Linked DNA regions of Anas platyrhynchos: region 2 is linked to region 1. A link is a contact called in public Hi-C data. All regions are on one chromosome and are shown on one strand. The core of a region is the stretch at or near the end of the contact, and the rest is flanking DNA. Distances in the headings are between cores, read along the strand shown. Region 1 has its middle 61 kb from the start of VPS18. Region 2 holds the start of DLL4 (delta like canonical Notch ligand 4).

Region 1 (7,088 bases), core at 1,612-4,111:
CAGCAATAGGATGAGACAAAGGTATCTGTGTGAGGAAGACTCCCAAGGCACATAAAGCAACCCAAGACTTGACAAAGAGCAAAGTAGACAGTGTAGCACCAGAGATGACTCTACAACCTAACAGGCATTGTCTTCCCCTCAGTCTTGGGTAAGTCCATTTGCCCAGAGCCAACCCCAAGGTCCTTCCCTTAGATTGCATTTTGACCAAATTTCATACATTTGGAGTTTGCTTAGATGGCTCTGACCTGTGCTACATTATACATTATAAGGTGTCTTCTGCACACTGAGTGCTGTCACACTCCTAAGCTGGTGGCAGAGAGTACACTAAGCTTCCATGCATTCAGAGGGAAAGGCTTTCAACCAGAACTTGATACCAAAAAGTACATTCAGATGCAGAACTAGCTATGCCACCCTAAGGACGAGATGCGCACAGTGTATATTACTGATGGGTTGATAAAGCAAACTGCTGTCCCCCAGGGCTCTCCAAGGCAAATAGCACATTCTCAAGATGAAGAAGACCCCTTAGGAAACATGATCCAGCAGAGATGCCATTGATGTGCCTGCGTGATCAGAGGAATACATGCAGGGCTTCCCAAGTGACGTGGCATTTGAGCACTAGTTGGAATACAATGGCCTTTCTGCCTGTTTTGGAAATTTCTGACATTCTAAGCACAATCATATTTATAATGGTTACATCTGGCCTTTCTGATCTGCCTACTCATAAGCCATCGGAGACCCCTCAGGTATAAATCTCCTTTCAGTTCTACCCTGCTCCGCTACTTTGGATTCATCTCCTGTTAATTAGTCACCCAGGGCTCTCAGAGAACTTTGGAGCATTAACCCATTCACCTCTGAAATACTTTCTTCTCACATTCACAATGAGTTTCATATTTATCTGCCAGAGACCAAGGTGATTAGTGAAGCCTGCAACTACCAAGGTACCATAGGTACCATTTATCCAAATTCACAAGGCAAATCAATGACAGAGATGGGGAATCAACATGGTGTTCAAACCTTGAGTTCTCCTGTAGCCATTGGTAAGCATTCCTTGTGAAAATGCTTTCTCACCTTTTCATATAAATCCAACCATAATCTCAACAGACAAGAGCCCACCTTGAACCCTGAACAGGACCAGATTTACATCCTGCGAGGCCCTCCTGCTCATTTCTAGGAGACCACAAGTCTTATTGCTAGAAAGCAGTGTGGTAAAATGCTAACTTGTTAAACAAAAGGCTGTCATCAGCCACTTTATGCCCAGTTAAGAACTGCAACTCATGTCATTTCAAGTAGCTGCTGCCTGCTGTTCTTTGTGGCCTGCTTCTCTTCAGTGTCTTTGAGGACAACATCACATACCTATGTCCTGGGCAAGTTGTGCTGTGTATGCTCCCAAATAGGTTCCTTTCTCCAATACATTTTCTATCAGCTGTAGATGGCCCCAGCTTCCCGCCTGAACTTTGGTGTTCATGTCTTGGCTGCGCACAAGGAAGGGGAAGACACCCTCTGGGTTTCCTATTTAAGCCCTCCTTTCATCTTCTGGCAGGTCTGGAAACATGTCAGTGCATTTGAAGAGATAGGGAGAGCCATGTTCTCCAGTAAATGTGGCTTGCCAGGAGGGAAAAAAGAGAGACGGCGGTAAGCAAAGAGCAGAATTGCTGAAGAACAGCCGACAGATGGATCCTAAAAGAAGTGCTGACCTCATCCCTCCTCATTAATATGATATATACTCCTATATACACATGGATCCTAGAAGAAGTGCTGACCTCATCCCTCTCCATTAATATGATCTATTGCTGTATACAGAGGAGGCTACTGTCAGGAAACTGTGCACCATGTAACCCTGTTTTGGAGCCTCTTGCTGGCTGTGGAGGTCCTGCTTTGGGCAGGGGGAGCCATGGGCTGCCCCAGGTGGAGAGCCTGGCTTTGGGTACCTTTGCAGCCATACCACACAGCTGGGTCTCTCTTGGGCACCTCCTGGCATGGTCCTTTCTTGCATTAGGGTCTGGGCTTCAGCAGCGTAAAGATGAGGGAAATCAGCTCCTGAAGGCCTTGTTTGGTTTTATCTGGACCCTGAAGGGACAAAAACAAACCCTGGGGTCTCCCAGCCCAGCTCAGCATCTTACAAAGCTCACTTCAATCTTAGGGTGGCTAGTGTCCCCGGCCAACCATCTTTGCTCCCCATCAGAGCAGTCCTCCATTATCCATTCAGCACAATCCCTTTAATCATTTGTGGGTGCTCAGATCAAAGCAAGTGCTCGCAGCCAGCACCCGGGAGGAGCCCTGAGACCAGTGCTAGCCGTGGGGCTGAGGAGAGGCGTTGCTCCTCCTGGATTCACCAGGTGGACACAGGACGTGGAGAGCCCCGACCCGGGACACCAGGACACCAGGCGGCCGCCTCAGGGAGCTGTCGGCCACAGGCTGCCTCGCGGGCGGCGGGGCTGGGGCTGGGCAAGCGCGCAGTGCAGGAAGCACCTGCTCCCGAAGTGACGACTCTCTTATCTGACCCCGGTCACATCAGGTGGCTTCCTTGTTTGCCTTGGCTGCCTGCCCCTGCGGCCCCCTCCAGCCGTGCTGGCGAGCTCCTCCGCTCCTTTTTCCGAGCGTGTTCATTGATCTGAAGAGAAAACTGCCCGGAGACTTTCCCAGCACAGAGCCCCAGCCTCCGCTTCCCCACACCTCGGCCACACACCTACACCACCCTCATGGGCCCCCATGCCCCTCTGGAGGAGCTGGTACCGAGGGTCTGATGGGCACATGGCCTTCCCTGGGCTGAAAGTTGTGAGGTGGGGCCATGGCTGCCCCGAGCCTGGGCTTTAAAGAAAAACAAATCAACACTCGCGGTTCCTCTTCCTTCCCCCCGGCCTCCCTCCCGCGGTCAGGATGATTTATTGAGCAACGGCTGGGCCCGGCTGCGGGGAGGCTGTGCCAGGGGCCTCCCCCAGGCAGCACCCGGGCAGAGCCCACCCGGCCGCCCCGAGGTGTCTCTGGGCCATCCTGGGAGCCAGGAGCCTTCAGGAGCAATTCCCCGCATCTTCTTCCAGCTCTGCCTCAGGGGCAGATCAGGAGCTGGCGACGACGGGCTCCTGCTCCCGTGCTGATCTGCATTTCAGCCACAGATGTTGGCCCGGTGCCAAGCTGATGCTGTTTCAGTTTGACAATCGCCTCTTAAACAATCTTCAAAACAAATTTAACCAGCGGGTTAGATACTGGCGCATTGAAATGTAACGCTACTGCCATATAAAGATAACAACAGGCACAGAGCGCACACATTTTAAAACTGTATCCTGGTCAACAATCCCTTGTAAGTCTTAGATGCATGATAGAAATCATTTGGCTTTGGATTTTACGAGACATGAGACATGTTCCTTGCAACATATTTTCCTTTTCCTTTGTTTTTTCTGCCTAATCCTTAGTCTTAAGACTCTTTTGATAAGGAGAACTCATTCTCCAGGGGCAAAATTTGCAATGAAAAAACCCACAGAAGAAACTTTTCATACTTAACATACTATGCAAAGAGGAACAATAAGATAATAATGGGGCTGAATATTCATTATGCTAATCAAATGTTAATAAACTATGGGATAGCACGCAGCTTAGTTGGCTCCTATCTCCCTCTCTTCCTTTCTTGCCTACTTGTATCTCTATTCCTTTTTCTTTTTTCTTCTTCTTCTCTTTACTGCTGTATGAGGCCATCTTGATGGAGACGACAAACTCTCAGATTGAAAGTGTTATTTATTTAAAATAATCCTGCAAATAGTAAACACTGTCAAGGGGATGCACAACATCTGTGTAGCTCAGGCAGTTGCTGAATATTTCTACTTTGACCTCAGGGAAGCCTCAGGTCCAGAAATTGACGATAGCCAATAACCACAGACACCCCAAATAGATGAGTGTAGCTGTCATTTTCAAAACACGAATATTCAAAAATGAAGACTACCTCAGATATCCGTCTATCTGTCACCTTAAAAACGAATAGTTATATCTGGTCACCTGACATCCTTATAGTTATATGGACAGTGTTTTTGCTTCACTGCATTAATTACATAGGGAAACAAAACAAACAAACAAACAAAACCCTACAGGGTAACATGCTCATGAGCAGGAAGAGCAAAGGCTTCAGTATAATATCTGTAACCAGAGATGCACCAACACCTTGTGTCTCTGGTTTCAGATAATCGCCCGGTGTCAAATCCTTTGTACCAGGGGTGTGCTGCAGAGAAAGGGAAAAAGAGACTAAAACAGGGTGTGATGCTGAAACACGACCCAGCAGGTGACCCTCTCCCTCTCTCTGCAGCAAAACCCTGCCTTAGCTTTACCACCACGCCTGTGACTGCAACAAGCTCCCTCAGTGCCTCTTGGGAGAGCAGCCGGGCAAGCTGTCAGCTGAGTGGCATCACCGTGAACCAGGTGTGTTGTGTCTAGGGACATTTGGGACATCTCCTTCATCAGGGTGCTGTGTCCCTGCTCCCTGGGCTGGGGGATATTTATGTCCAGGCTGAGGCGGCATCAACCTCGTTCTCTTTGGGCAAAGGAGAAGAGACCTCTCAAGGGCCAGCACAGACATACACAAGCACTTTGGAGATGCTTGTATATGTCTGCAGCTCCTCAAGCCCCCAGCTCTAACATCTCAAGGTCTGCCACCAGCATGGTCACAGGAGGCTTGGTCCTCTTCTGCCGGCTGTGCTTTGGGTGGCCGGTGATGGGGTCAGAGCTGCCCTGACCTGAACTTTCACAGCATGGCATGTTGTGGGAGTCACTCAGCAACTGCCCTGCAGGAGATGAATATTAACCTTGCTAAGTACAGCTGGAAGGGCTCAAGGTCACTGTTCAAGGCAGGCCAGAGCGAAGGCCATGTTAGGAAGAGTGTTAGCAGGCCTGCTGATGCCTTCTGCTGGCCCAGAGAAGAGGGCATGCAGTCCCACAGCTAAGTCTGGCTGGCTATTTGTATGACTGCTGGTGCCAAGGGGCCATGTCCAATTCTTGCTTCTGTCCTAACAAACCAGAAGAGGCAGCAGGTGTGAAAGCTGTCTGCAAAACCAACCCTGAGGGTGTACCTGAAGGATGCCACCCCAACTGGTTTGATCTGCAGCTGCATTCAAAGAAGCTGTGCTCCCTCTGAGCCCCAAAACATGAGCACTCCTCTCTGGGGAGAGGTAGAAACCAGACTCCACAGGTGTGCTGCTTCTGCATCGTGTTTTCTTCTGTGCCATCATGCATGTGACTGCTCCTCAGTTCAGCTCCTGAAAAAAGGAAGCAGAGCACAGATGCCCAGACACATCACAACACCACTCCAGGCTGCTGCAAAGACCTGCTGGCAGTGCTGCTTGTGTTGTGACTTCCAGGGCAGTGGGAAGGGGCTTTTACCAGGTCAGCTGAAAATAGCAAATTTTTGCTTTCTCCATCCTGTATTTTTGCCCTCTGCTGTGAATCTAGAAACTCTCCTGGGAAAGTTCTGGATGTAAGGCCTAAACCTGGTCAAACAAATCCCAAATGAGTGTTTCCCAATGCTCTCAGCCTAGGATGCATACCTAAGTTGATCCTTCTGATTCTACTTTAATTTGTACCTCAACTAACTTTCTTAGCTATGTTTGTTTTCTTGCCCATTCCATAAAATCCAGTTCCCTGCTCATTTTGCCTCCCATTCGCCTGTCTCTGACAGGCTCCAGCGCTCCCTGGTTGAGCAGCTGGCTGCTCTGTGGTGCAACTGTTTATCCAAGTTGCTTGCCTAACTAAAGCAGTTATCTGGATACCAGGGTATGAAGGAGGGTGCTGGTGTGAAGCTGCAGAGGTTTTCTTTCTTTGGCCAGGCATCTGTGTTTGTGTTGGCAGAATTGGGGCGCTGGTGACACTGGGAGCAGAGTTCAGGACATCATCAGAAACTGAATTTCTGCATTCACTTGTGTTGAAATAACAAAGGCAATTCCTTCTCAGCATGCCACACTCCACCCACTCAGCTGTACTTGCTCTGGCTGCGGGGCCCTGCTTTCTCCAGCCTGTCCCTGGAGTTGCATTTTTCGCTGTCTGCCTGCTGACTACAAGGAATACGGGGTAGCAAGGGGCTTTGCAGAGCGAAACACTGCGCCGCCAATGCAGACTGCTTACTGCCAGACCTTGCTGTTGGCAAATAAACATGAAGGTCAGTTTGGATGCCCTCCTGCCAGAGAAAGACTGCATTTTAGGGGGTGGCTGTCTATGACTCCAAATGAAGGGCTGTGGTGTGGGACAGGGTGGGATCCTCCTTCCCCATGGCCTTCCTGCTGTCAGGAAAAGGGAGCAGGAGGTGACAGGTTTCTTTGCTCATTGAGGCTGGAGACAGCTGTGTTCCTCAGCCCTTTGCAGGATACAGGAGCAGAGGAGAAGCCCGGCACGATGCTCTTACGGCAACCACTCAGATGCTCCCCCAGGGAATATCTCCACAGCAGGAGGAAGGGGATGCAGCCGTGGCAGTTCCCTGCCCAGAAAATGTCACTTCCCTGGGGACACAGACAGCTGCATGCAGGCTGGGTCCACCTTGCCCATTGCAGAGGAGTGAGAAAAGCAGGCTCAGAAGGGAGGAAGCAGGAATCCACACGCACTGATTGAGTCACGGCGCATTGCTCTTACAGGAGGGCTCTGGGTCCTGAGCAAATTTCATCCCCATACGAAAGCTGAAAGCAAGCACAGACACTTCAGAGAAGGTAGCTCGTGGGGTTAGCTCACCAAGCAACTTCTGCTCAGTACCGCCCTCCACACAACGTACCTGGCACAACGTGACTTGGAAAACTCGGTACCTGAGCCCTGGAGGTGCCGAGCGTGCTGCGACAGAGTGAAGAAAAGAGAGGCAAGTTCCCTGGCCAGCACACAGGGTGTCGGGTTCCCTCGCTAGGCTCTGCTCCTCGTTCTCCATTTCTCATCCTGTCAGTCTGCCTCAGCAGCTTGTTTGCTTTGCCCCTCACCAGAATGTGCTGCTGCATGATTAGGCAGAGAAAGCAAAACGGGCAACACCACAACTGCTGGATCTGGGGAAAGAGAGGACAGGGAAATGCTTTCAGTTTTGACTTTAAACCACAGAATGCACACTGGATCCTTCCTGACAAAAGTGACAAGAAACA
Region 2 (7,088 bases), core at 1,687-4,186, 65 kb before region 1:
GGTGCTTTAGGGGGTTGCCTTTCCTTCAAGGCCTCTTCAACTACATTCCTGTCCCAGTGTAACTCTTGGTTTAGCACAGAGCCTAAGAAAGCTGGCACAGGTGATATGTTTTAATACTCCAAGCCACCTGCTAGCTTTAGAGGCCTTCCCAGTGCACAGGCTGGGAGGTGCCACGGCCTTTCACTGGGAGTCCCTCACCCCAACCTAGGCGAGGAGGCTGCAGCTGGCTGCCAGCACCCTGTGGAGAGGGGCGATGCCACACGGCCGGCTGTGAGGCCTGGGCAGCTCACGGGGCTCGCGCAGCAGCCCTTGTGCCCGGCCCCTCACACACCCGATGTCTGTCACAGCCTGGCACTTACGCTCGGTGCAGTACTCTCCGGTCCAGCCGGGCAGGCAGGCCAGGCTGCCATCAGCCTCGCAGACGTAGTGGCCGAAGCGGTCATCACGGCGCTTGCAGAGGCGCGAGCAGCTGTCCCCGTAGTAGTTCTCGCTGCAGACCACCCGGTAGGAGTAGCGCAGCTGGGTCAGCGGGCCCTTCTGCACGTCCTGCGACCAGTCCTCGCCCACCGCCAGCGACCGCTGGATCGCCATCTGGCTGATGAGCCAGTCCTCGGATGGCAGCTGGGAGCCTGGGGGACAAGGGACGGTGTCAGCAGCCTGCTACCACCACCACCATCAAAACCATCACCACCACCACCATCAAAGCCATCACCACCATCATCACTACCTCCATCACCACCACCACCGCTGTCTGCCCCAGGAACCCCTGTCCCAAATATGTGTGTGCAGTGGCCCCACTGAGGAGGGTTGGAGCGTTAATTTGGTGCCCCCGGTTTCGGTGAGCGTTAACCCAGGCTGCAGAGGCTCTGCGGAGAGAGGCCTTTCAAAGCGAGGGCTGCTGTGCTGCTGGAATATCCTTTTTCCTCTCTTGTCAGAAAAACATCCCAAAGCCATTATTCCTTTCCAAAGGGCGGAATTCGAGAAAGGTGTAAAATACAGGAAAAGGCGGCCGGGGCTCTTTGGCAGCCTCGCAGCTTTCTCACCGCAGAGCTCCTTTCTTTCCCACGCCAAAAATAAACCGGAGGAAACGCAATTGTGTTGGAGATTGGGTCGGGACAGAATCAAAGCGGCCCCTGATGGATATCGTTGGGGGACCGGGCTGCTGATGGTCGGATAAAGCCGGCCGTGAAATTATCGGATAAACAGCTGAGCCGGGGGGGTCGGGGGAGCGGGGGGGGGGGGGCTGGGACCGGGACCGGGGCTGGGACCGCGACCGGGGTTGGAGGTGGGGTGTGGGGGGGGGGGGTGTCGGGAGCGCGCAGCGGGTGCGGCGCGCCCCCTGCCGGCGGCGCGCGGCGCGCTCACCTTGCGGCAGGTAGTTGGCGGGAGCGTGCCAGGCCTGGATGATGAGCGAGAAGGTTCCCTGCGGGCGGAGAGAGCAGCGTCAGCACGGCCCCGCGCCCCGTGCGGGTCGTGTTATCCCTCACCCCCCACCCCTCTTTTTTTTTTTTTCTTTTTTTCTCTTTTTTTTTTCTTTTTTTTTTTCTTTTTTTTTTTTTTCTTTTTTTTTTTTCCTCTCCTTTTTTTTTTCTTTTTTTTTTTTTTTTCTCTCTCTTTTTTTTTTTTTTCCCTTAAAGGAAGCTCTGGCAAGAAGTCTACCGGCGAGAGCGGTTCGCTCCGCGCCAGCTCAGCCTTTCCCTGCCGCCCTCCTTGCCCCGCGGCCGCGCTCGGCGCTCCGAGCGGAGTCTCACCGGCCACGTGAAGTTAAAGGGCAGCTTGATGGGGCTGTCAAATTTCTCCGTGTCCTTGACGCTGAAGGAGTTCGTCCCCAGAACCGGGGTGATGATGCTGCCGAAAGTGCAGGGCCCCGGGGAGACCACCGCCTGGAAGTGCTTGAGGCACACGCGAAAGAAGGTCCTGCAGTGCGGGGCGCAGGGCTTGCCGCTGGCCAGCGACCCGTGGCTGTTGACGAACTCGTGCAGCTCCAGCTGGAAGACGCCGGAGCCGGCCACCCCCTGCACAAAGGGGAGACACACACAAAAAACCCAAATCACACCTTACCCGGGCTCCGCCACGCGAGCTGGCGTCCGGCACCCGCTCTGCGCTCCGCGAACCCCTTCCACGTATTCGCTTAGTTAGCTCGCTGCGTGATTACCTGCTGCAAAACCATTAACAGAAACGTCAAGCCAAAGCTGCGCAAGGCTGTCATCCTCGTGGAAGCGGCGCTTCCAGCTCTCCCAGGGTTTAGCTTTCCTCCTGTATTCCTCAAAGGGTCCGGGTGGGCGCCCCTCGCAGCGCGACCCGCCCTCGCCAGTATTCCCCGAGCAGCGGCAGAAAGCGGGAGGTAAAAATCCAGGTGTGGGGTGAGACCGTCCCCTGCTGGGAATGAAATCCTGCAGCCAACCCCCGAGCTCCGACCGCTCCTGGCGCCTTTGTAAACTCCAAAGCCGGGTGGGTTTGGGGAGAGACGCGAAGGGGAGTGCTTAGTGTTGGACCGCTCCTCCTTGGACTGGTGCGAACAGCGCTCGGTAAATGGAAAACTCGCTTCCCTCCGAGCTGTTTATATAGTTGCCTCGCATCCTCGCAAGCTCATTATGTAAACCGTCAGTCAGCCTCACGGGCGATCCCTCCCCTTTTCCATCTTTCCTTTCTGGAAAAAGGAGCCAAATGTTGCGGGGAGCCCGCAGAACCGGCGCTAATTCCCTGCTGCCGCTCCGCTGCCGCTGCCGCCGCGCTGGCCGCCGAGGAGCCGAGCTGATTAGGAGCGAGCCGAGCATCTGTTGAGATATTTACAGCGCGGGGAGGGAGAGCTCCCTGCAAAAGCGGACGCCTCTCCGAGGAGCAGCCTCCCGGGGCGGCCGAACAATAGGGGCCGAAGCGTTGCAAAGCACCCGTCCTGCCCGCCTCGCCGCCCCGCTCGGCCCCCGACGGCCGCCGCTCCCGTCCCGTCCCGGCCCGTCCCGTCCCGTCCCCGCCGCTCCCCGCTCTCGCCCCGCTGGACCCAGAAAGCAAAAGCAAAAGGGGCGCTCGCACGGCACCGACCGGCTCGGCACGGCACGGCACGGCACGGGACGGCCCCGCCACCGCCTCCGGGACGCGCCGGGGCACCGCAGCCCGGCCGGGGCGGGGGGCGAGGAGCGGTGGGGACCCCCCCGGGGAGCCGGGCTTGGGGCTGGGGGGGGCGATGGGGGCTGCGGGGCGGCGTGTGCCAGCCGAGCGTCGGCCTGATTGCAGCGGGCGCTTATTGTCGGGTCGCGTGTCCCTCATTAAAGCCAAGCACAGAGAAGGCCTTTCATGTGGCTGTTTAGTTCAGCTTGTTAAATGGATGGGAGGCCGGAGGGAGGCGGGGGGGGGGAGGGGGGGGTTGGGGAGGGAGAGATAAACCTTCAGCTGTATGGTAATGAGGTCTTGCCACCTTTATGCCAGCGCCGCGCTCGCAAGGCTGCGAACCTTGGCGGCGTGGGGCACCTGGGAAGCCGCCCTGGGGCCTCGGGGCTGCCGCTGCCGTTCCCCAGCCCGGGCTCTTTTGGGACCGGGGGGGAGAAAAAGGGGGGGAGAAGCCGGGTCCCGGCCGCGGCAGCACGAAGCGGCGCCCCCCGGCCGCGCCTCCCCGCGGAGCCGGTCCCGGGGTGGGGAAGGGGATGGGGAAGGGGATGGGGATGGGGATGGGGATGGGGATGGGGATGGGGATGGGGATGGGGGGGCACCGCGGGCACGGTGCGGGGGCTGCGGGGGAGCCGAGGCGCGGGCAGAGGCACCCGAGGGGAGCTCTTTTGTCTCGGCCTCGTAAACAAGGCGGGAGGAGGAATGTGTCGCCGCTGATGGACTCGGAATTTTGCGGCGATCCGCCCGGCCAGATCCCGGCTTTACCAGCAGCAGCGTCAACTGTCAAAATCAAATCTGATGCTAATAGCTTCGGTACTAAATAAAATGAGAGGCCAGATAACATCAGTGCTTGATAAATGGTAATGAGTGTCTAACCTAGGGGAACAGAAGGGCTGTGGGGCTCTTTAATTCAGTATTGAAAGGCTAGCTGGGTACTGCAGGCTCTAGCAGATGTTAGTATGTGTGTGTTTTGATTTTTGACTTGTATTGGACGTTTATTAGGCTAACCAGAGCCACCCCACGCATGGCCACTTGGTCCAGGCACCATCTGGCACAAGCAGGGCGGCGTGCAAGAATAGGCCCCGCTTTGGTGCTGGAGATCCACAGGCAGCATCTACCATATGGACCCGGAGCTAATGTAGGTTAAAGCAAGACAAGCTGATCTCTGCTTTTCACAGCTCCGCCAAACCTCGCTGCGATCCCCTGGCCGCGCACCTAGGCGGGTGCCACCACCACCTTCCCAAGGCCCGGTGGCTGCCGCCCTGAGCTTTGCACCCAGTTTGCATGCTCTGCCCGGGCTCCACAAGTCGCTGCAACTCCCCACGTGTCCCCACAAAACAAATATTTCCAGAAGCCGGAGCGAGTGGTGCGAAAGAGATGTAAAATCCTCCTCGAAACTCCAGGGCATTATTGTGATTGCGGCTATAAAGAGAGCCCTAATAAAATAATAACCGGGGAATATAATAAACCACCTGCTGCATGTTGACACACGCACACAGGCTTCAGATGGAAAAAAAAAAGTTGCGTTAACAGCATCGGACAGCTGAGTCTGAAAGTGCAGCCGTTACTTAGGGGATCCACCGGAGTGTGGCGTGTAGGGCCAGCACCTCGCGTGGGGTGCCAGGCCGGGGGGACACCCCAGAGCCGGAGCTCCGGCCACAAAGTGCAGGCACACGGGTTTTTTTGGAAGGGGACACGCGTGAGCCTTTCCCTGCGTTTATTTTGGGAGCAGCACGCCCGCAGCTCGGTGCCCTGCAGGCGTCTCGGGGGATACCCGCCCCACCTGCGGCCGTGGGGCCGCGGCTCCTATAGGGACAGGAGCAAAAGGCTCGGCTGCAGCCCCCACGCGATTTCGGGGACACTCGGGGGGGTTCCTCATCTGCCCACTGCCGTGCTCGGCAGGGGTCCCGGTCTGCCCCAGCGCCTGCCCGAGAGATGCTCTACCGGGCACCCGAGGGATGCTTTGCCAAGACCTGAGGGGTGCTTTACTGGGATCTAAGGGGTGCTTTACCAGGAACCGAGGGGTGCTTTATCGGGACCTGAGGGGTGCTTTACCGGGCACCCGAGCCCGGAGCTTGCCCGTCTGTTCCCCGCCCGCCGCCCCTGCCCCACTCCGTGAGCCGGATTCCCCGATGGCTTTTAAACCCCTTAGCTAGAAAGTTGCGCATCGATTCAGCGCTGACACACACCCAGAGAGCCTAAGAAAGGGAGAAAAGAAAAGAAAAATCCCCCTTGCTTGTTTTGTTTCTGCCTAAATGTCCATAGCGCGGAGCATCTCTCCAGGGAGAGCCGCTCCGAGGGGTGTTAATGTGGTCGATTTGGGGTACAAATGTTTGGAAATGTTTCCCGATTCGCACAGAAGGAGGGGGGATTTGCAAACTGTTGCTGCCACATGGCTCCTCCAGCCTGCCCATTCTCATTGTAATGAGGCCGGCGCGTGCCTCATCTGCCGCGGGGCGCTGCCACGGGCCGGCCGGGCACGCCGTGTGCCAACTGGGACAGCGCGGCTCGGCTCGGCTCGGCTCGGCTCGGCAAGGCACAGCTCGGCAAGGCACGGCTCGGCACAGCATCCCCCCTCCGCCCCGCACCGCCCGGCCCCGCACCGCCCGGTCCGGCTCGGCTCGGAGCGGCCCCCCCGGCCCTGGCCGGGCGCCGGGGCAGCGCGGCGTTGTGTGTGTGCCCATTGTTGCTCGGAGCCGAGCCCATAAAAATAAGAACATTTCTATTAAAGGGTATAACGATCACTATTGAGCCTCTCAGCTCCAAATCGATGGCTTCTTTTCCATACAAATGCCTGCTTATGCCTTTATGTTCTCCATCTGTTTGTAGCTAACACCTGCCATTCAATAAATCGATTTGGCCATTTAATGTAACAGCTTCCCGGGACATTTTTTCATGCCAGATGCCACAGCAGCTCCCAAGCCCTACCCCAGCCCAGCGCCCCACCGGCACAGCCGCCCAGCCCCGGGCTTCGCCTCGGCTGAAACTCTCTGCCAGGGCACGGACTGGAGCTGGGAAGGACACAAAACATTAAAAAGTGCCTTTTGTTTATTCTTTCCTATTTGTGCCGAGCACTAAAGTCACCGATCCCACCTTCCTTAACCCTGTGTTATCTTCATGCTGGGGTGAGGCTGGCTTGGGACCCCTGCACGGGGACCTTGTGGGACAGGGGACCCCATCCTTGTGTGGGTGTCGGGGCTGAGGTGTGCTGTGCCGAGCTGAGCTGGGGGAGCAGGGTGGAACCTCTCCAGGTGTCTCCCTGCAGGTCTCAGGGGAGAGAAAACAGCGTCACTGGGGAGATGAGAAAGTGGAGTGAGTAATGTGGCGTGGGGAGGTTTCACTGGGCAGTTTCCTCATAGAGGGAGGGAGCAGCGCCAGGCTGACCAATTTCCTCCTCCAGAGGCGATTTTAGTATTCCTGGGATCTTGTGTGACCACGCTTATTGCTTAATTTATTGTGCTATTGTGCCTTTCAAAGGCAGCTGAATCTGAATAAGTAAAAAATTATAGATATGTATGTATTTCAGTTATGTGGGTCTGTTTCTTTCTTAATTAATTCAGTGCAGGCTGTGGGTGCCACTTTCAATGCACCTGGCTGTGGGAGCCCAATTGCCTTTGGAAGCCAGCAAGAAGTCCACGCAGTCATTTGGCACTTTTATCTGAGATGGTTGGACAGAATTGGGATTTCTCATAAAAAGCACCCCTGGAAACTATGACTAGACCTGAGAGGAGGTACCTGGGAGAGGAAGTACTTGGGAGATGCCCAAATCTGGGTCATTTTTTGAACCTTAGAGCCGTGGGTGGGATTGGCAGGGTCGAGCCGAGAGGCTGGATGTGCCTCACTGGGACCAGAGGTTCCCAAGTCTTTGTTCATACAAAAGGCACTGTATGGGTCAACAGTCATGGATGGGACACTGCCTGAAGCAACTTAACAAAGTAAGTGCAGGCTGGCTCTGGTTAAAGGGGCAAATTTCCTCTGCCTGC

The links. A called contact is a pair of places that touch in the nucleus more often than the background predicts.
Region 2: a Hi-C map of liver shows a contact between it and region 1, with 1.5 times the contacts expected there. The contact joins the promoter of DLL4 here to the enhancer-like site in region 1. A contact is called at or near these places in 2 of 8 Hi-C or Micro-C datasets (liver and skeletal muscle).

Annotation. Positions count from the first base shown.
Region 1 is chr5:33,135,639-33,142,726 of IASCAAS_PekinDuck_T2T, reverse strand. No RefSeq gene overlaps it. Among named protein-coding and RNA genes, the nearest start is that of VPS18, 61 kb to the right of the region's middle. Within about 2 kb of position 2,861, at least 2 of the 8 cell types and tissues checked have an H3K27ac peak or open chromatin away from gene starts, as enhancers often do.
Region 2 is chr5:33,200,526-33,207,613 of IASCAAS_PekinDuck_T2T, reverse strand. DLL4 (delta like canonical Notch ligand 4) reads right to left here and starts at 2,936. Exons shown (of 11, transcript XM_027459564.3): 1 at 2,156-2,936; 2 at 1,752-2,015; 3 at 1,366-1,423; 4 at 360-629. The coding sequence starts at 2,209.